Regions from separate parts of the Mus musculus genome. Here region 2 is linked to region 1. Evidence: chromatin contacts called from public Micro-C data. All regions are on one chromosome and are shown on one strand. The core of a region is the stretch at or near the end of the contact, and the rest is flanking DNA. Distances in the headings are between cores, read along the strand shown. Region 1 overlaps Sesn1 (sestrin 1). Region 2 overlaps Foxo3 (forkhead box O3).

Region 1 (2,803 bases), core at 100-2,599:
CCAGCCGCTTTTGGCTTCCTTAACTGATTAGCTAGCACTTTACCTGGCTGGTACCCTTTTTTCTCATAATGAGCTGCTTCTTCCTCCCAGTCTGTTTCCTCAGAGGAGAATTCTTCATCTGCTTCAGAGCTACTAAGAGCTGGCTCCCCGAGCCCATCCAGCGATGAGCACAGGCTCCTTTTCCTAGAGACCTCCGCTAATTGATCTTTCTTCTTTTCCCTTTTTCCTCTTTTTCTTCTAATCTCTCTCCAGGTATTCCTACCTAACCTTAACTTTTCCTCGGGTTCAAGACCCTTGGAAAGGCCTGTATACTTATTTTGTGTACCATATTTTCTCTTTGCTCCTACTCTCTCTCCCCGCTTTACTTCTGATAGCTTGTCCTGAATTTCATCTAGAATCCGCCCTGCCTTAACCACTTGATAACATGTGAAAAGGAACAAAAGGGCTTCTAACACTAGAAAAAATTCAAGGCCAAATATACCTTGCAAAGCCATTTTCCACTTTACTTCTGATAGACTGTCTTGAATTTCCTTAGAAAGTTCAAGATCAGACTTACCTCGTAAAGCTGTACTCACTGGTACTCTCGTTCCCCAGCTGAAAAGTTCTGAATTCATACAGTTGAATCCTTCTTAACAGTCTGCTTTACGGGAACCTTTATTACCGCGACCCGCAGTTCTGGTTCTGGAATGAGGGATCTTCCTTGCGCCAGTCCCGAGTTTTTTCTCGTCCCGGAATTCGGCACCAATTGTTATTAAACGCGTTCTCACGCCCGGCCAGGAAGAACACCACAGACCAGAATCTTCTGCGGCAAAACTTTATTGCTTACATCTTCAGGAGCAAGAGTGTAAGAAGCAAGAGAGAGAGAAAACGAAACCCCGTCCCTATTAAGGAGAATTTTCCTTCGCCTAGGACGTGTCACTCCCTGATTGGCTGCAGCCCATCGGCCGAGTTGACGTCACGAGGAAGGCAGAGCACATGGAGTGAAGAACCACCCTCGGCACATGCGCAGATTATTTGTTTACCACTTAGAACACAGCTGTCAGCGCCATCTTGTAACGGCGAATGTGGGCGCGGCTCCCAACAGACAATAACTTAACATTCTAGTCAATCTGAGGAACCTCTTATAGTTAAAAACTAAGTGTAAGAAAATTTAATTCTAACCTTGAGGCATTAAAAAAAAAAAAGTAGAATCTTTGAGGCCAGCTGGAATAAACTGGATGCTAATAAGAGTGCTTAATCACAGTCAAACAGGCAAAAAGAAAAAGAAAAAGGCTGTTTTATAGAAATATGATCGCTGCCAGCCCAATAATCACTGGTTTGCTTTTAATATTTATCCAGAGACATCTGTTCAGAACTAATGCAATATGGGTTGCTAAATATGGAACCGTTCTTTGGTTCTAAAATACAGTCTTTTCTACAATGGCCACACAAAATATTAAAAAAGGAAGGAAAAGGACCCAGAAAAGCAGATACAATCTTAACGCCAGTCTCCATCAGAGAAACCCACATGCCTTTCCTTTTACCTTAAAATGCTGTCAGTTTCATGTTTATTTTTATTGTGTGTGGAATGAAGATGAATTCAGATCTCATATTTTATGTATGTGTGTATGTGTATGGAGTGTATGTGCATACATCTGTGCAGGCCAGAGGTCAACCACAGGTTTCATCCTCAAGACGCCACCCAGCTGGTGACCAAGCCTTCACATGACACGTGTGCTGGGACACCAGACTACATCTGCTCTACAATGAACTAAAACCCAATCAGGAGGGCACACCTGTCTTAACCAGATCATCTGAGGTGGAAAGAGCCACCTTTAACTTGGGCCACTCCTGGTATAAAATGACTCCCAGGGAAGCTTGCTCACACTCACTGGCAAGTCCATCCTTCACTGGTATTACAGCCAGCTTCTTTAGGATTCCAGCATACATTCAAAAGCATGTCTAACATCCAGACTCGTGGACAGAGCAACTGCTGGAGTGTTGGACCTTCTACTTGTAGAGTCATTGCTGTACTAGCTGGACCATAACCTGTCAGCCACCTTAATAAATTCTCCCCCACCCCTCTCTCATTCATATTCATATTCATATTCTCTCTCTCTCTCTCTCTCTCTCTCTCTCTCTCTCTCTCTCTCTGTTTTGTGTGTGTGTGTATTCTATCAGTTCTGCTTTCCAAGAGGATCCCAATACAGCCTGGAGCTTACCGATTAGGCTAACTTTTTAGACAGTGAGGAGCCCTAGGGATCCCCCTTCTCTGTGCACACCACAATGCCCAGCCCTTTAATGGGCTCTATCTCCGGCTCTTGCATTTGGGAGGCAAGCACTTTACTGACTAAACCATCTCCCCAGCCCTGGTTCCATTCTCCCCTCTGCTGCCCCTACAAGCCTCATAAGGTTTTTCTGCCATGTGTACATTTCTTCCGCTCACAGGACTGCAGGCTTAGACCATAACAATGAAGCTCAACTCCGCCTTCAGAGGCAGAACAGCACAGTAAACTACAGCGGGGACTTCCCTTCAGCCTCTCCACTGCACTCTGACCTAATCTGGTCTACCAGTCACCCCTAAGTTCTCAGCCTGAAAGCACCGAAGGGAGCCCCAGTGAATGGGAATCTGTGTTTCTGCACAGAGACTGCAGGCTCCTAAGCCAGTGTTATAGGAAATGCTGAACTTAAGTTTACAAGGGGCCTCCTGTGTGTACATTCCTGATCTGTATGTGCCATCCTTCAAGCATCTCTTTATCAAACATTACCACTTCCAACTGGAGAAGGAAGAGAAACATGGCCTGCCTGACATGTTAAGCTTTTT
Region 2 (3,049 bases), core at 459-2,958, 350 kb before region 1:
GTTCACCAAACCTGCGAAAATGTCCTATCAGCTTTTGTCTGTTTCAGTTGGATGTTCCTGGTTAAACAGCATGCTGTGTGTGTGTGTGTGTGTGTGTGTGTGTGTGTGTGTTGGTGTTGTGTTTATCAAAGTTATATGGAAATCTATTAAGGGAGATTTAAATATATAATAGCCTTCAATTTTATTAGTGCTAAACTTAGCACTAATAAACTTAGCTTGTTTCCACTTTATTAAAGGCAGACTCTCAGCCTCACCTTCCCTGACGAGTGTCCCCAGCCCCAGAGCCCCATCCTTCTGGTTTGCCGCTGCCTTGGTATTTCTCCAGACTGGTTTGCAGTGTGCTGACCCAAGGTCATGTGGCCCCATTGAGGCTAAAAGGAGCAGCCCTGGCCAGGTGACATTTTACTGAAGAACCTCTGTGACAGGCTCTGGAGATCTGGGAGTCTGATGTGTAGCTGTGTGTTGGTAGCGTCACGTCCTGGGTGGGTAGCGCCCCATCCTTCACCCATGCTTGTGGACTTTTCCATGTACAGGAGCGGGAGACGGGACTTGGTGGCTGTAGTCTGGGCTTTCAGTGAGCCCTCTTAAGCTTGACAAGACCCATGCCGGATGACTTAGCATGCCTTAGCATGCTGGAATTTCTTGGTCATCCCTGCCTACAATCTCACTGTTACACATTTTCCACTTGTTTTTACTATGAGCATAAAAATAAGGTCCTGCTACTTCAGGAGCTCCAAAGGTCAAAGGTCAGGCTGAACTCAGATGCCAGCTTCTTGTTAACTATCCAGCAAGACCTCTCCTTTAGTTCGTGCCTGTCTTCAAGGGCCAGTTTCTCAGATGAGCACCCACCTCAGCACATTGTCTCTGGGCTCTACTCTGAGGGGACCTGCAGGTGAAAACACCTCTGCAGCTCACCCAGAGTTGCACAGGGTCCCTGTGGCGGAAAAACTGAGCTTCGCAGATGGGTCTGTGGGATGGTGTCCTGCTATTTGTCTCTGAGTCTCTCCAGGCTTACTTACACAGAGGGACAAACGTTTACACCTCCCCTGCAGAGCCCCCCTTTTGTAAGAACGTGTGGGGCACGATGTTTTCTCCCATGATCCCGTAATCTCATGGCAGACCACAGTCAGCCTTACACTGTTTGCAGAAGGCAGCTGCTTTCCTTGACAACCAACTCTAGTTTAGGTTTCTTTTCATGCCTTCTGGGGCTTTGCACTCAAAGTCCTGCTTGCCATTTGGGGAGTACACATTAGAGAGGCTGTCAAAGAGAGATTCTGCCGCATGGGCTGGTAAGGTTTGGAGCCTTACCAAAGTGTTCCTTTAGCATCTCTGAAGCTGGGCAGTGGTGGCACACGCCTTTATTTAATCCCAGCACTTGGGAGGCAGAGGCAGGCGAATTTCTGAGTTCACTACAAAGTGAGTTCCAGGACAGCCAGGACTATAACAGAGAAACTCTGTTTCAAAAAACCAAAAGAAAAAAGAAAGAAAGCATCTCTGAAGGGGGCTGCGGTCGGGCTTCACTGTGGGAGAAGCCTTGCCTCCCATTGTTTCGGAAGCCAGAGCCAACCTGAGCTATTCCACTGTTGTAGGAAAGAAACCTGGCTCTTCCGTCCTGACAGGCACCCACGGTCTGACCTCTAAGGGCTGGTGGTCGCTTGTTTTGCATAACACGAAGACAGGAAATCCAGTCACCATGCTGTGGCTCTGGCAAGCCTCAGTTGGGTGAACATCTGAAAGGTCAGGCTGTCTTCGAGGTGTTGCCCCAGTGCTAAGCACTGCTCTGTAGACTGAGGAACTGCTGGGCTACAAGAGTCTGGTCTGCTTTTATCTCCTCCCCTCCCAGCAAGAGACATGACCCTCACTCTAACCCCAGATCTTCTGTTTGTTTAGTGACCTCTTAAGCCTATGGTGTTCATTTGTTGAAGGGCAAGAGTCTTTGGTCATGATGTCTCCGGGTAATGCCAGTGTTTGTAGAGAACAGGCTCTAATTGTCAGTCTCTGTTTGATTGAAGGTTTCTGTGCTCCTGCCGTGTCCCCCTTTGCCTCCTCCCCCTCCCCCCTCCCCTGTCCCATTCTTTCACCCTCTTCCTAGTGAAAGGATTCTAGCCCATACATTTTCTTTCTTTTTTTTTTCCAGCTAAATATTTATCTCTGGAGTATTTGATTTGGTTCCTTAGGGAAGTTAATGGCCAAGGAGACCCCCAGCCAGAGGCACTCTTACACTTAGGTTCGAAGTCAAAATCCTAACTCACTCTTTGGGGCCTCTAGTAAAGAACATGGCCCAGAGGCTCACTGGAGCATCCGTTGATCTTTTGTATGTTTGGAAATGATCAGAAAGCCGTGCAGACCAACAGTCATAAATAGTCAAAAATGTGCTGATGGGCCTGTTAGGTGGTGGAAGTAGAACGCTAGCTGTCGCTGAGTGCCGTGGCCAGTGGAGTTCCCTTCAGGCTGCTCTGCAGTGCAGGGGGGCACAGAGGTGGGCTCCACGGGAAGGCAGAGTGTGGGCAAAGCTCTCCGCCTGAGGAGACCCAGCATCCGGTCCGTCCTTCCTGCTCACTCTGGTTTCCCTCCTCGCTGGGCTTTGGCCCTCATCTGTTTCACCCTGTCTATGTCTTGATCCTACTTTAGAGATGGATGTGTAGTTTGAACTCTGGAATCTGAAGAACTGATTTTTGTTCTGTTGGAAAATTAGTCTCTCAAGATCCAACGTATATATCTAAAATAGGAAAGAGGACTTTGGTGAACCGTCTTCTGTGCCTGGGACCCGGCCCCTCAGTGAGGTGGTGTCTCCACTCCACCCACCTTCAGGAGGCCGTGAGTGTCTCACCCTGCATGCTGTCATAATTCACCCCACCTCACCCCAGGGTCACACCCGGGCAAGGTAAATAGGAACTATTCAGGTCATGGCTTAGGTCTGTGAACATTTCTTCAAGGCTCCAGTTCTCTTCTGTAGATGGTGGATCTCTTCCTGTGACAGCAGCATGAGACTGAGTAGCAAGACCTTTAATGGTGGGATTTGAGGGCTTTATATGGTGGGCTGTACAGA

Evidence for each region. A called contact is a pair of places that touch in the nucleus more often than the background predicts.
Region 2: a Micro-C map of the G1E-ER4 cell line shows a contact between it and region 1. The contact joins two enhancer-like sites. A contact is called at or near these places in 6 of 484 Hi-C or Micro-C datasets (B cells, the G1E-ER4 cell line, cerebellar granule neurons and 2 more), 1 of 115 datasets of contacts at active chromatin or transcription factors (embryonic stem cells) and 1 of 9 other capture datasets (embryonic stem cells).

What each region holds. Positions count from the first base shown.
Region 1 is chr10:41,838,812-41,841,614 of GRCm38.p6, reverse strand. All of the region lies in intron 1 of Sesn1 (sestrin 1), which reads right to left. Among named protein-coding and RNA genes, the nearest start is that of Sesn1, 30 kb to the right of the region's middle. Within about 2 kb of position 1,349, at least 12 of the 459 cell types and tissues checked have an H3K27ac peak or open chromatin away from gene starts, as enhancers often do. A contact at or near this core is called in the G1E-ER4 cell line, where this site is marked.
Region 2 is chr10:42,191,875-42,194,923 of GRCm38.p6, reverse strand. The region is part of intron 3 of Foxo3 (forkhead box O3); the gene reads left to right. Among named protein-coding and RNA genes, the nearest start is that of Gm38485, 81 kb to the left of the region's middle. Within about 2 kb of position 1,708, at least 52 of the 459 cell types and tissues checked have an H3K27ac peak or open chromatin away from gene starts, as enhancers often do. A contact at or near this core is called in the G1E-ER4 cell line, where this site is marked.